Linked DNA regions of Gossypium arboreum: all the other regions are linked to region 2. A link is a contact called in public Hi-C data. All regions are on one chromosome and are shown on one strand. Each heading gives the region's core, a stretch centred on a gene start, on an enhancer-like site or on the middle of the called end of the contact. The rest is flanking DNA. Distances are from core to core; before and after follow the strand shown.

Evidence for each region. Hi-C and Micro-C count contacts between places; a contact is called where the count stands out from the background.
Region 1: a Hi-C map of leaf shows a contact between it and region 2, with 3 times the contacts expected there. The contact joins the promoter of LOC108461307 here to the promoter of LOC108464943 in region 2.
Region 3: a Hi-C map of leaf shows a contact between it and region 2, with 3 times the contacts expected there. The contact joins the promoter of LOC108466996 here to the promoter of LOC108464943 in region 2.

Annotation. Positions count from the first base shown.
Region 1 is chr13:21,749,752-21,752,910 of ASM2569848v2, reverse strand. LOC108461307 (probable methyltransferase PMT2) reads left to right here and starts at 1,822. Exons shown (of 7, transcript XM_017761111.2): 1 at 1,822-2,144; 2 at 2,378-3,043. The coding sequence starts at 2,399.
Region 2 is chr13:21,529,683-21,533,028 of ASM2569848v2, reverse strand. It overlaps LOC108464943 (transcription factor TCP15), which reads left to right and starts at 1,586. Exons shown (of 1, transcript XM_017765227.2): 1 at 1,586-3,189. The coding sequence starts at 1,965. The coding sequence ends at 3,029.
Region 3 is chr13:21,330,249-21,333,583 of ASM2569848v2, reverse strand. It overlaps LOC108466996 (F-box/kelch-repeat protein At1g26930-like), which reads right to left and starts at 1,340. Exons shown (of 2, transcript XM_017767425.2): 1 at 563-1,340; 2 at 1-40.

The DNA.
Region 1 (3,159 bases), core at 573-3,072, 220 kb before region 2:
AAATTGAGTTCGGTTGCTAAAATAGGATTTGTCAACTCGACTAACTCGAAAATTTTTGACTCGATTCTACTCGACTCGATCGAATACTCACCCTTATGTCCATGTATTGTTTTGAGATGGTAAAAGTATCATGGAGGCCCTTCTATTAGGAGTAGGATTGCATTTTACCCTTATATTTAAAAAAATAAGCAAATTAGTCCATTTACACTAGATCTAAAAGCAAACTGGTCCTTTTATTAAAAATCTCATCTATTTTTATTAATAAAAATTGGCATTTGTATGTTAGAATAAGGTACACTAGCATGCCACGTTTAACTGTTTGGTTATCTTGTCATCCTCGTTAATTTTTAACCGTTGAAATGGATTAAATTGTTAATAAAAATGATCATTTGCTCTTTGATCTAATGTGTGAGAACTAATTTGCCCATGTTTTGAATAAGGTATAATAACTTATTTGGCCTTCCAACTTAAAAAGAAGAAGAAGTCATTTTAACACTTTATTTAATTTTTTACTCTTTTTAGCACTTGAACTTGAATCGTTTTGTCAAATCACTCCAAAATTGATGAAAAAATTAATATATGTTAACTTTGTTGACATGGCGTGGCATCCACATATATGCCACATTAACATTTAATTATTTTTTAAAATTTAAAAATATTTGTTTATACTTTTTTTATACTTTTTTGAATTTTAAATTTAAAACTTAATTATTTGCTAACATGACATCCATGTGTATGCCATATCGGAAAGCTAACAAACATTAATTTTTCTATCAATTTTAGAGTGGTTTGACAAACATCTTAAATTTAAAGGTTAAAAGAGGTGAAAATTTAAATGAATGGTTAAAGTAATTTCTTTTATTTATAAAATTAAAGGGCTAAATAAACCATTTACTTTTAAATAAAATAAAATACAGTTTCACTCTTAACATAAATACTTGTACGATACTTTTAAATATGAGTGTGTCATAATTATGAATGACTTCAAATTTTCAACCTGTCATGTTTAAAGGTAAATAGTATCAATAAAATTTAGTAAACTTTTTTTCCTTTTTAACACATCATATCCTTGTAAAAAATAGTTAAATCATTATATTATCCTAGTAGAAAAATTATAAATTTATAAATTAATGTAACAATACAATTGCATTTTAAATTCTCAAAAAAACTTTTTACTTTGCCTCTTAGATTAATGATTCCTATAATAGGTATAGATTTGTTTATAATTTAGTACAATTATTTTATATATTTTCCATTTGATTAAAGTTGAAGAAGCTAACCATCATAAACTGATAAAAAATTGGTTCAAACGGAGAAACGGTACTGATACTTGAAAATTCAATTAATTTTAAAAAGAAAACGTTTATTTACAATTAAACCTAAAATTAGAAGATAAGCCATATGTAAATTATAATTAAGAAAAGTAGGAAATACTTTTAGTAGCTTTTAAATTTTAAAATTAGATTAAAATATTTCATAAATCCTTACATTCTTTATAAATTTAAATTTTAGTTTTGTACTTTTATTTTAAGAATTTAACCTTTTACCTTTAAAATTTAAGTCCAATTATTATCATTGTTAACATTATTTTGTTAAATTCAAGTTCAGTTTAACGTGATTTTTCAATTATATTGTTATTAAGTGATTTTTTTATTTCAAAATGTTGCACCTATCAATTTAACCAAAAATTTAACTATGTTAATAATTGGAACTAAAATTTGAAATATGAAAAGTAGAAAACAAATTCTTAAAATAAATTTATAATGACTAAATTTTAAATTTATAAAATGTACAGGGATTTATGAGATATTTTAACATATATCAACCGAAATTCGTATGGAAATGCTCGCGTTTTCAAACATCTTGGGAGCTTTTTTATCGCAATCCCCATTAATCAAGCGACGTACAGAGCACAAAGTTTTTGTGCTTTTATATTATATAATTTTCTTCTGATTTTGATCTTTCTTCTTCGATTTCGCTGTATTTGAGAAAAGATTAGGTTTTCTCTTTTTCAGTGTTCCATTTTCACGTCTCCTTCCTTTTTCCGAGTTATAATAGGCGCTACTTCTCACATTATCGTTAAAAGATTTAATTTTTGTTTTTGAGATCGTTAACCATTGATTTAGTTCTTTTAATGCGATTGGGTAAGTTCTCTGACATTTCCTTTCTTTCTATTCATCATGATTTTTTTTTTATGATTTAAGAAATTCTTTTTTTTTCTTCTCAAGAATGGATTTACTGAAATGAGCTCTTCGCTAGTTTCCTTAAAACTAGCGTTAAATCCACTGATCTTTGTTTCTGAATCTCTGACGATCCTTAAAGATTTAGCTTTCTTTTTATTTTTCCATTGATCTAAAATTTGGAAACTAATTTGCAGGTTAAAAATATTTAAAAGAAAATGGCACTGAAACCGATTTCAACTGACACAAGAACTAGGAGTTCGATTCAAATATCCATTGTTGTGGGATTATGTTGTTTCTTCTACATATTAGGAGCATGGCAAAGGAGTGGTTTCGGTAAAGGGGATAGTATAGCTTTAGAAATGACTAAACATAGCGCAGATTGCAGCATTGTCCCTACCTTAAACTTCGAAACCCACCACGCTGGTGAAGTTGGGAACGTAGATGAATCCGAAAAGCCCAAATCTTTCGAGCCCTGTGATCCCCGTTACGTTGATTACACGCCTTGCCAAGATCAAAGTCGTGCCATGACGTTTCCTAGGGACAACATGATTTATCGGGAGAGGCATTGTCCGAGAGAGGAAGAGAAGTTGCATTGTCTTGTCCCGGCGCCTAATGGATATGTGACTCCGTTTCCTTGGCCTAAGAGCAGGGATTATGTGCCTTATGCTAATGCACCCTATAAGGCCTTGACCATTGAGAAGGCCATTCAGAATTGGATCCAATATGAGGGTAATGTGTTTAGGTTCCCTGGTGGAGGAACGCAGTTTCCACAAGGGGCGGATAAGTATATTGATCAGCTTGCTAAGGTCATTCCAATTACTAATGGGATGGTTAGGACTGCACTCGATACTGGTTGTGGGGTATGCCATATTTGTCATCCTATTGAAAGCTTTTCAATTGATCTTTTTTTGTACTCTTGCAAATGTTTTTCTTTGTGATCTATGTAGGTACTGAATCTAACAATTGGTTCTTTTTC
Region 2 (3,346 bases), core at 337-2,836:
GAAAGGTGACATATTAAGGAAGGGTCATAATCAAGAGGAAGAAGGGTGATTAGTGGAGATTTAGAGGGAAAAAAATGATTAGAGAAGATGGGGAAAGAAAATCGAATTATGAGATAGTTAGGTATGTTGGTTGTTGAAATAGATTTTGGAAGTCGCTATATTTTAGGCAATGTGCTTGTTTTTGTTCCCTTTTAAGCTACACTTTGGCCTGTTAGGCACATGGGTTAGACGTGCTATGCTTTCTCTCTCATTCCTCTTTGCTGGTGGGTCTTTCTTATGTACTATATGTATACATATACACATATGGTATAATTCAAGTTGTTTTATTCATCAATAATAGCTTATAGTTGAATTATAAAAATAATAATCGTACAAAAATTTATATAAGTACGTAAAATTAGTTGAGTTTTACACTAGTATGAGTAGATATATTGACTGCTCGAAAAAAAGAAGAAGAGATTTTAGATATTAAGACTCGAACTCCTCTTCTACGCCAAATTAAAGTGTAATAATTAAATTTAAAGTTTGAACATACTAGAGGGACTAAAATGATAATTTATTGAATAAAAGTTTTAGGTTAATTTTTTTAGCCAGTTTTTTTTTAGGTAGAGTGTGTTTGGACACCACAAAATAATTGGATAAAGCTATAGTTACTAAACTAGTAATTTCATCCTCTTATAATTACAAAGAATTCTAATTCTTTAGGCGTGTTTGATTAACAATGTATAATTACATTATATTTATCTATGTTATCCGAATGATTTTCCATTACTTTAGTAACATCAAACTTTTTACTATTATGTCCCAACAAAATTTGGCATAAAAGAAAAGTTTATATTCTTTCACCTTATCCAACACCACATTCCTCATGCACAACGTTCAATTGGTCGGAAGATTTAGGACTATTGATCTTATGAAATGTACCCCTGCTCCTACAAAACTTCAAAATAGATAGAGATGAAAGCCTTTAATGGAAAAATGGAATAAAAGGCATATTTTGGGTATATAAGCTTTTTAAACAATACTTTCAAGGACCATATATATATATATATATATATATATATATATATTGCAGACTGTATGGCTCACATGTTCAAAGATGGAGACCTGAAAAGTGTTGGGTCTTGACTCAGAGATCTACTGAAAGATTTTTCATCAAGTATCCTTCACTCTCATCCCCAATAAACGGATTTTCCTCTTGGAAAGAATTTTTTTTAAAGGAAATGAGTTTTTAAGATTTCTCCAATTAAGAAAAATCAAACTTAATCGATGATTTGATATAAAACCATGTTCACATGCATCATAGATGTATTACAAGTAATGGAATTATTTAGAGGTAAACTTTTGTTTTAAAATTAAGATCAAAGGCAGAAGGCAATGATTACAAGAATGGAATGGGGACCACTTTATTATATCTAAATAATTTGTATATTTTTAACGAGTGATTGAGTTTTTCAGAGTAAAGGAACGAGGGGCCCACCACTGTCTTTATGGATTGAATGATAAAAGAGCACCGCACGTGGAGTTTGAATCAAGGGACTATCCAACCACAATTGTATGATCTCTCTCTATATTTAGGGTTATCTCATTTTATTTTCACAATATAGAAAAGAGAAAATTACAAAGAGGTCCTCAATTCAACGAATTATTTCCCATCCAAAAAAGTCTTTGCTTTTCTTTCTTAGCCCACCCTCATAATTCTCACTCATTGTATTTGTTGCTTAAAGCTTGCCCCCTTCCCCTTATCCCCTCTCTCTCTTTGGTCTGTGCAGAGATAAGAAAACCAACTCGGCAGCTTCAATCTTCCCCATCTAAAGGGAATTCCAAGCTACACAACACAACATCATATAGCAAAAAAGAAAGAGACCCACTAGGCCATCAAAGTCACCGAATTGAGGGTCACCTTCAGATCATGTACTAGTAGAGCCAAACCACCAAAAAGATATAATCCCACTCTCTCATACATGATCATGGATGAAAATGGGATCCGCAGGCCGAACTTCCCTCTTCAGCTCCTAGAAAAGAAGGAACAACCTCGTTCCGACCCTGCCGACGTCGACACCAGCTCCAAACCAACCTTGGAACCTCCCTCCAAGAAACCTCCACCTAAGAGGACTTCAACCAAGGACCGGCACACCAAAGTGGAAGGACGAGGCCGTCGCATCCGCATGCCGGCTACGTGTGCTGCTAGGGTTTTCCAGCTAACAAGGGAGCTTGGTCACAAATCAGATGGTGAAACCATTGAGTGGTTGCTCCAACAAGCTGAGCCCGCGGTTATTGCTGCCACGGGGACAGGTACTATCCCTGCAAATTTCACGTCCCTTAATATTTCACTAAGAAGTTCAGGTTCTAGCATGTCGGCTTCACACTTGAGGAACACTTATTTCAATCCAAATTTTACCACACAACAATTGAGGACGAGGAGTGAATGGGATCAAAGGAATGTCCTTGACGATTCATCTCAACAACAACAACAACAACAACAACGAAGGGTTTTATTTCCTGGTGTTGCTTTAGCATCTGAAGATTCATTGACCTTTCCTGGTACTAGTAGCACTACTTTGAACGCTTTCTTGCAAGCTAAGCAAGAGATTCGGGACGCCAAGGCCGCGGATACTAGTATAGGGAAGAGGAGGAGGCCTGAGCAGCAAGAAACGCCACAAAATCAGGTGGGAAGTTACTTGATACAATCTAATACGGGTTCGATTCCGACGAGTCATAATCCGATCCCGGCAACATTTTGGATAGGCAACCAAGTCATCAGTGGGAGTGGCACTGGGGATCCCATGTGGACATTTCCTTCAACTAATAACACTAATATGTATAGGGGTACTATGTCTAGTGGGGTGCATTTTATGAATTTAGCCGCTCCAATGGCTCTCCTCCCGGCCCAACAATTTGGTTCCGGAATCGGTGCTGGCGGTGGCTCAGTTACCGACACTCATTTAAGCATGCTGGCGTCACTAAACGCTTATAGATCAGTTCCGGGTATTGGTGTTTCCGAGCCCCCGGCCGGTGGATCACATTAACACCACGGTGGAGAAAATAGGCATGATTCAACTAGCTAGTGTTAAACAAGTGTATGGCTTTCATCATGCTTTATTCTTCCTTTTTCACTTACATTTTCAGTAATACATATATGTGCAATGCAATTGAGTGTGAGTAATTTAAATAGGGTTTGATATGAAAGATTTAATATTATATTTTGGGACTAATTAAGCATATCTGGGGGCGTGACTAAACAGTTTTAATCATATCAATGTTAATAATTGAAACATTTTCAACATTAAGACTAGATTTCATTAGCTTAGGTTTAACAAACTCATCATTCATTCATCATAATTCA
Region 3 (3,335 bases), core at 91-2,590, 200 kb after region 2:
CCCCCCAAAACATAACGCAGTCAAGATTAACAAATTCTACCTATTCAAGAAAACAAGGGGCAAACAAAGGGAGCAGTTTCAGATAAATTTTCAAAACGATAAACCAAACCAAACAGGAACTCGAATCCAATAAAACAAAGATCCAAATTCAGGCTTATAAAATGAAAAAAAAATTCAGCGGCGAAAAAAAAAATAAAGAAGTCAAAAACAATAATTAAACATAAGCAAATTTGGTTAAAACAAGAACAAAAGAATTCACGATCAAACAAAGCTGAAGAAAAATAAGTACCAGATCTCAGAATTTCATTGAAGGCAAACAAGAACAAAAACAAATAAAATAACAATCAGATTCAAACTAATAGAAGAAACGTAAGCTAATCAGATCTGTTTATAATTTCATTAATATCATCTCATTAATTAGTAGATAAACACAAAGTGATAAACGAAATAGAAATATTAAATTAAAAGAAAAAAAGAAGGAAAGAATAATAACAAAAGCGAAGAAGTGACATATAAAGGAAATGATAAAAGAATCATAATACTAATGTTGCGAAGAACTTACTGACTGGATAAGAAGAAGAAAAAAATGAAATGAATCTCTTTCCGTCAAAAAATTAATACACTATCTCTTTTCTCTTTCTTTTCTTTTTTTTTTTTTCTTTTTTCAGTTGTTGTTCCTTTGATTTGCTGTTGTTGTTCTTCGCGTTCTCGTGTTTCTTCGTTTAAATTTTTTTTTCTTTTTTTTTTTCTCTCTGTTTCTCTATAGGCTGGTTAATTTGTCCTTTGGATTTTCTCTGCAAATCAGAGCGAGGGAGCTTTCGTTTTGGCTTTGCGAGCAAAATCTATAAGAGACCCCCTTTATCTCTCTTTAAACTTGCTCTCTCTCTTTCTCTCTCTCCAAACCAAAATAAAAAAATAAAAATTGTTTAATGAAATAATTTTTTTTTTTCGTTTTTACGTTTTGTTTGTTTTCGGAAGTCGAATTATAAATAAAGGAAAAAAAAAAAAAGAGAATGGGAGGGTGGTGATGAGGGGAAGGCAGGGCAGGCGGGGGACGGCGGCGATGGTGGCGGTGGTGGGACCTACAAAAAGGGGGAGGGGGAGTGAAAACCGGTAACCGGTTAGCGCCGGGTGAGACACGTGTTGACTATGTGATTGATGATGATGAGGCGGAGGAGGTGATGGAATAAAAACTGTCCCTCTCTCTCACTCTCTTTTCTTAAAAAATATATGAATTTAATGGGAGAAAATAGATTTTAGGTACCCCTACGCCTTTTAACAGTGCAAGTAGTAAATATATGAATGAGGGGGGGAATGGTCAAATCTCTGCCTGCCAGCTTCCGTTAGTGGAGTTTTTATCCCCTGCTTCTGCCGTTTTTGAAGACAAATTAAGCTCCACACTAATTAAGTAATTATCGAATTGACTAGTCAAATTACACACTACAATTATCCATCATCACTTCCGTAATCTTAATCTTAATCAAAATCGTAATTATCCCTTAATATGATACTTTAAGCACGTCCACATATTTGGTTTGCTTTTAATCCCATTTTTTTCCTACCACAAGATTATTTAAAAAAAAATCAAATTCCAGATTTACGATTCCACAAATGGTTCAATCTTTCGAAAGATTTAAATAATATATTTTAAATTAAATTATGATTTAATCCGATTTAATCTTAATATTTTAATTTTATATAATATTAGCAATTAGTTTTGTGCTAAAATGATTTCTTTTAAGAAATATTAATATTAGTATTTTAAACTAAAATAGCTAACAGGCTACTTGGACAAAGCAATGATATTATAAAATTAGAGGATCTAATTATTCCAATTTAAATTATAAGGAGTAAAACTATAATTTGACCTATTTTTAAATAAAAAAGGTATTTTTCAAGCCAAATTAAAGATGAGGCCAAAAATAACCATAAACAGACCTAACAAATTTGAGTGATTTCTCAATTTGCAAAAGTTATTCTGCTAAATTAGCTAATTAGGTGGGAAAAAAGCACATTAACAATGGGCAAATTTTATTACTAATTATGGAAAAATATATATTATTATTGTTAAGAGTAAGCTGTGGGTTATTTCCTTTAAAAGAAAATTGTTGAATTTAAAGCCATTTATTTTGAAAAAATAATAATCAAGGTTTTTTTATTTTACATTCGAAATTTTTGAAATTTCAAATTTGAAAGAATTATTTATTATTTTTAACTACATTGAGTAAACAAATATTTTAAAAGATAATTTATTTTTATAATAAAAATCATGCAACAAATGTAGGAGTTTTTTTTTATTCCTTAACAAAGCATCACGTTTTAAACACCCTTTTTAAACACCTGAATTAAATCAATAAGCAAAATGGCAACACTCCTAGCTGGCAATGCCAAAACTGGCACTTACGTTTGGTATAAGTTGATCCACAAATTTTGTGTTTATGTTGTATTTTTTTTTGGGGGGTTAAATTACCTTTCTAAGGTTATATGAAAATGAAAAATCAAAATTTTAATATTTTTAAATACATTAATGATTAAATTGTTCACAGTTTTTCCAATTTACTTTGGGATGCATCAAGTCATTAATTTTACTTTTTTTCAAAATTAAATGAAAATTACATTAATTTAAATCAGTATTGTAACATAAAAATTAAAATTAGTGAGGTGCCAAATTGGAATGACAACACAAGTTATTAAACAATGACAGTTAAGTACAAATAGAAAAATGCACCAAAATAAAGAAAACCAAAATGGAAATAATTTTTAGAATCATTTATTCTTATTGTTCTGATAGTTGTTTGTCGTGGTTGTCATAAAAGTCCAATGAATGAAAAATGCACCCAACAAAGATCGTTAAATTGGCAATACCGGTAAACTACTAAAGGCGCATTACCATGTAATATCCTAGCTTTGCTACCACCAAACTACGCCGACAATTAATTCTAATTGATAGCAATAATGCCAAAAGTTCCTAAAAAGCTTTTTAACATTGGTGATGTACAAAGTCAATTTACAAGTGACTCAACTTCATTCGAAACTTTTTAAAAACTAAACTAAAATAAAGGCTAAAAATTAAAAATCTTTTTCAAGAAAAAAACCTATGTTTGATCTTAAAGATGCATTATTAAAAAAGACTACCATGCATTAACGTGAATTGTAAAATAGGCATAAAAGAAAAAAAATTAAAAAAATACACCTATGAACATCGCCACAACTTTAAAATAAAACAAAAAACAGATTATTGTTATCATCACCGCTTTCAGAGAAAGCAAAATAAAATTTATTTATAAACATAAAATCAATTTGACAGCATTTAACAAAAATTTTCACTAAAAAAC